Regions from separate parts of the Mus musculus genome. Here regions 1 and 3 are each linked to region 2. Evidence: chromatin contacts called from public Hi-C data. All regions are on one chromosome and are shown on one strand. The core of a region is the stretch at or near the end of the contact, and the rest is flanking DNA. Distances in the headings are between cores, read along the strand shown.

Evidence for each region. A called contact is a pair of places that touch in the nucleus more often than the background predicts.
Region 1: a Hi-C map of pancreatic cancer cells shows a contact between it and region 2, with 2.7 times the contacts expected there. The contact joins the enhancer-like site here to the promoter of AI115009 in region 2. A contact is called at or near these places in 4 of 39 promoter capture datasets (hippocampal neurons, neutrophils, second pharyngeal arch cranial neural crest and 1 more), 8 of 484 Hi-C or Micro-C datasets (the HL-1 cell line, embryonic stem cells, nephron progenitors and 1 more), 2 of 115 datasets of contacts at active chromatin or transcription factors (VIP interneurons and embryonic stem cells) and 3 of 9 other capture datasets (adipose tissue, liver and pancreatic islet).
Region 3: a Hi-C map of cerebral cortex shows a contact between it and region 2, with 1.8 times the contacts expected there. The contact joins the enhancer-like site here to the promoter of AI115009 in region 2. A contact is called at or near these places in 4 of 39 promoter capture datasets (HPC-7-derived erythroid cells, hippocampal neurons, neutrophils and 1 more), 2 of 484 Hi-C or Micro-C datasets (cerebral cortex and nephron progenitors), 1 of 115 datasets of contacts at active chromatin or transcription factors (embryonic stem cells) and 3 of 9 other capture datasets (adipose tissue, liver and pancreatic islet).

Annotation. Positions count from the first base shown.
Region 1 is chr3:152,555,248-152,557,947 of GRCm38.p6, reverse strand. All of the region lies in intron 6 of Ak5 (adenylate kinase 5), which reads left to right. Among named protein-coding and RNA genes, the nearest start is that of 3110067G11Rik, 67 kb to the right of the region's middle. Within about 2 kb of position 1,302, at least 74 of the 459 cell types and tissues checked have an H3K27ac peak or open chromatin away from gene starts, as enhancers often do. A contact at or near this core is called in the HL-1 cell line, pancreatic cancer cells and pancreatic islet, where this site is marked.
Region 2 is chr3:152,665,538-152,668,237 of GRCm38.p6, reverse strand. It overlaps AI115009 (expressed sequence AI115009), which reads right to left and starts at 1,325. Exons shown (of 4, transcript NR_040386.1): 1 at 406-1,325. It overlaps Ak5 (adenylate kinase 5), which reads left to right. Exons shown (of 14, transcript NM_001081277.2): 1 at 1-438. The coding sequence starts at 379.
Region 3 is chr3:152,578,865-152,581,564 of GRCm38.p6, reverse strand. The region is part of intron 6 of Ak5 (adenylate kinase 5); the gene reads left to right. Among named protein-coding and RNA genes, the nearest start is that of AI115009, 87 kb to the left of the region's middle. Within about 2 kb of position 1,389, at least 4 of the 459 cell types and tissues checked have an H3K27ac peak or open chromatin away from gene starts, as enhancers often do. A contact at or near this core is called in cerebral cortex, where this site is marked.

The DNA of each region.
Region 1 (2,700 bases), core at 53-2,552, 110 kb after region 2:
TACAGTCCAGCCCCGCCCTACCTAGCCCAGCCCTCCCCTCCCGGTCTAGCCACGCCCCATCCTATTCAGCCCCGCCCTGCCAAGCCTAGCCCCGCCTTGTCTGTAAGTGGCTCTAGTGTCAAGAAATGTCCTCCTAACTAGAGAAGAGAGCAGGCCTCTCTGTGAGGAAATAGACTGTGCACTGGCCTTAGCCACAGCAGATGCCCTTGGACCCTGATCCTCATCAGGTGGTGGGGTTCCGTTTTTTGTTTCTCTTGACCATAATCTTCTTTTGTATGTTTTAAATAGAATCCCTCTTCCCCCTTAGATTACTGACGTGTTACAACTGTCTATGGCTCTCAGAACTCTCTTGGCATTTCTCCCTATGGCTGACGACTGCGCTTGTTGCATCATCTTTCTGGTTATGCTATTTTTTTATTTTAATTTCCTTTATTCTGCCAGTGGGTTCTTGTTAAAGAAATAAGTGAAATATGTCCCGGTGCATAAATATTCTGGAGTAATGTCCTCATTCATAAATGTGCAACAAGGAAGAATGTGTACCATAAGGAAAGAGGGAGAAACACGAGGAAATACTGTCACCATAGAACGAGCAGGATGGCAGGAAGAGAATAATAGATTAATGCAAAATGGAGGTGTAGTATTTGAGGAGTCACTACGAATGGCAGGAAACGATGTCAGGAATTAACTCTAAAATTGTGATCAAGAAATAACATAGGAGCTGGAGAGATGGCCCAACTGTCATGAGTACTCTCTGCTCTTGCAGAGGGCCCAGATTCAGTTCCCAACACCCACACAACGGCTCAGACCCATCTGTAACTCCAGTTCCAAGGGATCCAGTGCTCTCTTCTGCCTCCCACAGGCACACACAGGTAGTGCACATACCTATAGACAGGCAAACCACTCATACACATAAAATAAAAATAAAGTAAATCTTTAAAGAAAAAGATTAACAGTAAAGGCACACTATTAATAATAACAGAAAACAAATAAATCATGTTTGCCTGCCAAAAATACAAGACTGCTGGTTTTCTTTAAGCCTTAATAATGTGATAACCACAGCGTTGCTTCTTATAATGTCTGTGCTCCTGACTACACAGATCACTTTTTATAAATCAATACTATCTTTAAGCTCTTGGCCAAATAGAGATTTGAGGCTCTGTCAAGGACTATACAGGGTTACCAGAAGCCAGTCCTTTCCAAGAGTCTGTGGGGTTTTTTTAAATTCCAGGAAGACAACATTATAAGCCAGCATAGCTCAGAAACAATAGCGACAGCCCGGCTGGAATGAGTCAGCACTCCCGAGAAAAAGGTGCAGGCTTCCACTGATGGAGAAGTGTAGCCCAGAGTGTGGCAGCCAGCCCGGACAACAGAGCAAAGTGCTGGGGGGAAGGAAGGGAAGGGGAGTGAGGGGAAGAGGAAGAGGAAGAAGGGGAGGGGAGGGGAGGGGAGGGGAGGGGAGGGGAGGGGAGGGGAGGGGAGGGGAGGGGAGGGGAGGGGAGGATGCATATTGGAACTGAGAAACTCAGCATGTAAAAGCCCTTACCATCAAGTCTGACAACCTGAGTTTGGTCCTTGGAAGTAGAAAACCAACTCCCAGAGTTGTCCTCTGACCTCCACGGCATCCCCTACACACAAACACACACACACACAGACACACAGACACACAGACACACAGACACACACACATACATACACATACACACACACATACACACACATACATACATACATACACATACACACACACATAAACACACACACATACACACACACATACACACACATACATACACACACACATACATACATACACATACACACATACACACAAACACACACATACACACACACACATACACACACATACATACACACACACATACATATACATATACACACACATACTCACACACACACACACACATTCATTTTAAAGATAACAAACTTAGAAATCCACAATCGTTTGTCCTTGAAAACATTAGCAATTTTATGCTGAGTACCACTGGAAATTTCTAAGCTGTGTGATAACCAACTTTAATCATCACTAACTTTATTTCACTGAGAGCCAAGCAAAGAAACTCGGGGCCTGCTTAGCATTTTGAACGTGTGCACGTTTCGAACGTGTGCACGGAGAGGAGCACGCTTCCTTATTGTTTTCAGTTTTTATCATCATTATCATTGTCAGCGTGTGTGTACGTGGGATGTGTGTGTGTGGTATGTAGGGGTGGTGTGTGTGTCTGTGTATGTGTGATGTGTGTGTGTGGTGTATGTGTGTGCTGTAGGAAGGTGGTATGCATGTGTATGTGTTGTATATGTGTGTGTTTGTGTATTTATGGTGTGTGTGGTGTGTGTGTGAAGTGTGTTTGTATATGTGTGTGTTTGTAGTGTGTGTGTCTATGGTGGGAGTGTGTGTGTGTGTGTGTGTGAAGTCAGAAGACAACTTTCAAGCATGCTCTCTTTCCACCTTGTTGGCAGGGTGTCTCTTGTTTCTGCCATGCTGACTTTCACACTGCTAAGCCATCACGTCAGCTCAAAGGGAACAATGTCTACGAGGCGTTCCTAGATGAACAATATAGGAAAGCGCCTAACCGTGCTGGCCACTCAGTCCCTAAACCCCAGAGAGACCTCCCAGTCGGACAGTGCTGACTGGGTCCAGCGTGACTCTGCTTACAGAGGAAGTGTAGCCAGAGTGCATTGAGG
Region 2 (2,700 bases), core at 76-2,575:
GCAGCCCGCGCGTCCCCACCCCCGCGCCCCGCGCCCGCCCGCGCAGCGTGACTGGCGGCCGCCGCAGCGAGCTCCGGAGGCGCGGGCCGAGCGCGCAGAGCCGGGAGGCGGCGGCTGGTGGCGTCGGCCGCGTGGTCCTCCTCCGCGCCCCTCCCCTGGCGCTCGCGCTGCCTGCGCCCGGGAAGCCGCTGCTGCTCGCTGCTGGCTGGCGCGGGGACCGGCGCGGACGCGGGGGCGACGGGAGCGCGGACTGCACAGCTGCCCGGGAGTCGCTGAGGGGACCCCGGCCTGAGCGCATCCAAGTGAGGGCTGCGCCCCGCCAGCCCCAACCTCGGGAGCTTCCCCTCCTGCTCCCCACTGCACGCGCGCCGTACAGCCATGAACACCAACGACGCCAAGGAGTACCTGGCCCGGAGGGACATTCCTCAGCTTTTCGAGGTAAGAGGCTGGGGTGGCCAAAGGATCCCCAGCGAATGTCCCGAGGGCCAGTGCCCGGCTGCACCTTCCGGTGTAGGGTCCCTAATGAAGGCGCTCACAGAGGCTCGCCGTTCCCTTCGCCCCAGACAAGTCGCCTTGTGCGCTCGGGTCGCTCGGGTCCTTTTCAAATGCAGGCTTCGAAACCCGTATCTTGGGATCAAGTTTCCCTCTTCAAGCTGGGTACTGGATGCAGGCTGTCCCCAGAGTATCCCTCCGAGATGGGCACCCAGAATGGACAGCAGATCGTGGCCTGGCAGCACTCTCTGGGACTGAGGGTCAAGCCAGGTGAGACCAGTGTCGCCCACACGGAGGCAGGACAGGAAACTGAAGGTTCCAGAGTCCTAAACATTCCAGGCGCCAAGCGTTGGGACCCCTTGCAGGGGAGGGAAAGCGTGGACGAAGCGACTCTCCCGGGGGGGACGGCTTGAGGAGAAGGATGAAGATGGAGAGGGAGAAAAAAAACCCACACACGCATATATACACACAGCCCAGCCGATCCAGTGCAGCGCTATCTCCTGGGTCCCTGAAGCTCTAAGCGGCCAGTCAATGAACTCCCGAGCGCGTTTGCTGGTTGCTTGAAAGGTCCTCCCAGCCTCCAGCGCCAGCCCTCGCGCCCACCTACACAGACTGGGTTCGACTGGGAGCGGCCAGACAGGCGTGACTCCTGTTGCTGGCCTCTGCTGGGCTTAGCAGCAGCATCCAGCATCCGCACCAGGGACAGGGGATAGGAATGTGAGGAAGGAGGCTTGAGGAATGAGCTAAAGGTACCTGCTTCCCAGAGAGAAGTCCTGCTTCCTATTATTCTCTCCACATTCCGTCTTAAAACACCCTAAATCCGAAGCGCTTTTGCTTAGGTTATAAAACAAAATAAAAATTAAAAAAAAAAAAAAGGACGGCACCAATCCAAGCCTCATAGGATGAGCCTTAAAAATTTTGGCCTCCAATTCTGAAGGAAATGGAAGAGTAATATTATAAACCAAAGGCCACACATTGTTCTTTTTCCTGTTTAGGGGATTTTTTTCTGTTAGAAGGAAAGTGCAGTGCTTAAGACAATAATTTTTGCAATACCCCCAAACTATGTTTATTTAACCCAGGATACCATAATTACAGTGCTTGGACAGCTTTTTTTGCTGTTTTTGTAAATGTGGAAATGAAGAGCTGAAATATTTTTTTAAATTATAAATGTTAAGACCAAAACCGATTTTATTTCTATGCTTCTAAAAGAATGATAGATACACGCCTGGCGGAGTCTCCTGACATTTCTCTTCCGTGGTGCCAGGTAATGTACAGGGAGCCAGGGTGGTCTGCTCACAGAACTCTGTATGGAGTGTGCTAATGAGCCCTGGTAGGTAGCTGCTTAGGCTTCAAGCTTCCCGTTGGCTTTTCTGCATATGAATGGAATGTCCCCAAATACTGCACACACTCAAAAGGACGTCAGCTTGCTTACCTGAGAGGCACTAAACGCTGTATACTGAGACTCAGTTCAGGACAGCAAAGAGCTGGAGAAGACTATAGAGACTTCTAGGTTCCATTTGAACAGTGAGACCGATTCACTGCACAGCTTAGAGGGAAGCAGGACCTGATTGTCCATGTGACGAGTACAGACCACAAAAATCCAACACCTCAGATTTCTAAAATGGATTTTCTGTGCCAGAATCCACACTGTTCTAAGTTTAACCAGGTGCCTTCCAAAACCCCAGATGGTTGCAGATAGATAGTACATGCCATTACAGATCACAGTAACAGGTGGCTGATGCAATGTATCACCACCAAAGCCTAGAATATAATGGAACTTTTCAGATCTCTTTGGGTGGTACAGAGTATCTGCTAGGTTTGTGGTTGAAAAGTACTCCCGCTTTAAAAATAAATTAAAAACAAAACACAACAGAACGTTTGCAGCTGGTTCTGCTGTGTTCCTAATTCGCCTTTGTAATATAACTATTGGTCTCTGACCTTAGATCAGAGGTTGGCAATTAGTTGAATGCTATCAAAAGTCTAACTAGATTATTTACATATTCAGAGGGTTAACTCAGAGACTAAGCAATAGCACCAGTAGACTACCTATATTCAGTCCTGGGCTGCTGCTGGCACTTAGGAAAAAGGACTTAAGTTACCAGTGAAAGACTGAAGCTCACTGTTACCGATTTAAGAATCAGTGCCCTTTGGGGAGCTAGTTTTGTTTAGGAAAACTTGAAATGTCTGTCTCCCAGTTGGAAAACTTGC
Region 3 (2,700 bases), core at 140-2,639, 87 kb after region 2:
ATCACTTTTAAACCCCAAAACCACTCCAGAAAAAGCTGCTGGCAGCTCATCTGTGGACAGGTCCCTGTTCTGTTCTCAGCCAAGCAAAGCGCCCTTGGGTCTTGCTTCATTCTATCTTTTACTGTGCCTGAGAGGAAAGTGACCCATCGAGTCATGAGCAGTTATCACGCAGGCTTCCCGGATGAGACTTCCCTCTTAGGTTGAAGGTCGCTATCACATTTTCAGCCCACTTATCATATGCCCGTTGAGGTAATTCATTGTTTAAACTAAGAAATACACAAGCTAAGTAGAGCAGTTTCTTCCCCAAATATTCCTTTTAAAATTATTCGTATTATTTTTAATTATGTGTAGGTGTGTACCTCTGTGGGTGCATGTGGGGGTGTGCAGGCCAGTGCAGGCACCACTGGAGGTGGGGGTGTCAGATGCCCTGGAGCTGGAGTTCCAGATGGTTGTGAACCCAGACATGAGGGCTGGCAACAGAACTCAGGTCCTCTGGAAGAGCAGCCAGTGTTCTTAACCACTGAGCCATCTCTCCAGCCCCTCCTAATGTTTGCTATGCTTGGGAGCAGTCTTTCCTCTCACTTTGGTAAGTAAAGGTTTATTTGAGAAGTGAGCACTTAGCAGGCTAGAAAAATTTGTGAGTGCATTATTTTTACTAAGTTTAATTATGTTGTTGATAAGTGCACTGTTTGGCACTTAAAATTACTCTCCCTGTTGACCCAGCCTTTATATAGTTCCCGCTAACAAGGTTAGTTATTTATTCTGAGCGCAGCAACTCCTGATTTAATTTCCGTTTTCTCCGTAACACTGGTCTGGAAGGTTTGGTGACTCTCGCCTCACACAGCAGATGAGGAAACGGAGGATGTTCGATACAGAGCCATCTTACTCACCTGAAGGGCAGGGGGGCTCTGGTTCAACCTTATGTCCCTGATGCCTTAGGATGCCATAGCATTGTTCAGAGCACTGACCTGAAGCAGAGACGCCAGGGTCCTTTCCCTGGTGCCCACACCAGAGTCCTGATGCCCAGCTGGATCAGCAGCATGGCCAGCGGCCGTATGAAGGCAGGCAAGCCATGTGGGCTTTTGCAGCCTCTTAATGACGTCAGAAGGGGTGCCAGCATGAGTGCAGATCTGACACCCAGACCTGAAAGAGCTAATACTGGAGCAAGTGGGAGGTGACCACAGCTCACCACCATCCCCTGGGGAGTTCACACGGCACCCACACCCCTCATGTGGTTGGGAAGTGTGGAAAGGTGTTTTCTTTTTTACATTTTATGTTTACGGATACCCTGACAAGCCTATTTTCAGTTCCTCTGCTTCCCAGCTTGGGTCTGAGAGCCATACGCAGTGCAGCCAGCAGTAGATTGGAAAACAGTGACGCTCTGGATCTTCTTTTAGCTGCACAGGTGGCTTCTGTCAGTGTCGGCATCACAGAATACAACTCTTCAGAGAGGCTAGGAGAATCAGAGACTTGAAGTGGCCCCATGTGGAAAATGGTGTGGTGCAGGGGAGAAATGATGGTTTGAGTTCAGGAAGACAGGATTGCCTCTCCAAGTATGGCTGACCGTCAGAACCCCTGCTGGGCCATCTCTGTAAATCAACAAACTGTGTTAATATTTACGTCAGTGGGCTGCTGGGATGCTCAATAAGAGAATGACAGTGGAAGTGTATTGTAAATGATCAAGAGTTTAGCGGTTTCCTGATTTGTTTTTTTAATGTTTAATGTTTCTGTATCAAAAACCCAGCAGCCAAATCATGCCCCTGCGGTGAGCATTTGTGGCTCCTGGAACCATGTGAGAACACAAAGAAGGGCACCATGGGTCTATACCACTCGCAGCTCCAAGTACTGAATGGTGACTATGGAGCAAGCATGCCTTATTTAAAGTCTACAGTGACGTGGTTTAGGCTACATCCCTCCCTCGCGCCCACTGGAGACTCGTGGTGTTCTCTCACTGGCCCTGTGGAAAGGGGGCTACTAAATCTCCAGCGGATACAAACGTGAGCTAAGAAAGCAAAGACTTCATACATGCCAGGATGCTTTTCTTCAAACCCGTCTCTCCTCACCTGTGACTGCTGTCTCAATGGCTGGTGCTAGAACTCTCCTCTTTGATCCCCCGTTCTCTCTGATTTCCGAAGGGAACTGTTGGCTTTTTGATGTTATATTTACCAGGAAGGCTGAACACTGTCAGCAAAGGTAGAAGGGAGAGGGAAGGCAGGATAACAAAAAGGCTGCTTTGGGTAAACGACACCAATAAATGGCACTGCACTGTAGTAAACCAGAAGCGATGGTTCACATCCCTCCACTTGAGTTCTTCAAGTGAGGTGGCAGTCACGTCTCCACAGGTATGAAGCATATCCTGTCTCCATCTCAGACTTCAGGCCGTCCTTCCTGATCCCTTCTAGACTCCCCTCTCCTCCTGTTTGTTTTGCAGTCTCAAGTCGGCACCAAAGCCATGTGCCAGACTCCCAATGGGACAGTTCTCTCTACTCATCATGGAGGTCAGGTCAGCAAGCCTGCCCAGACTATGCTATAACGTCTGCTCAGCCCTACAGCCCTCCCTACACCTCTTCCTTCAATAACTGTGAGCGCCATCTCCTGAGACGTCGGTGCCAAGCCCCACTGACCACATGCTGCCTCTCTCACTCTCTGCTTCCTGTGTCCAGTCAACAGCCAAGGTCTCAATATCCCTACTCTGAGGTG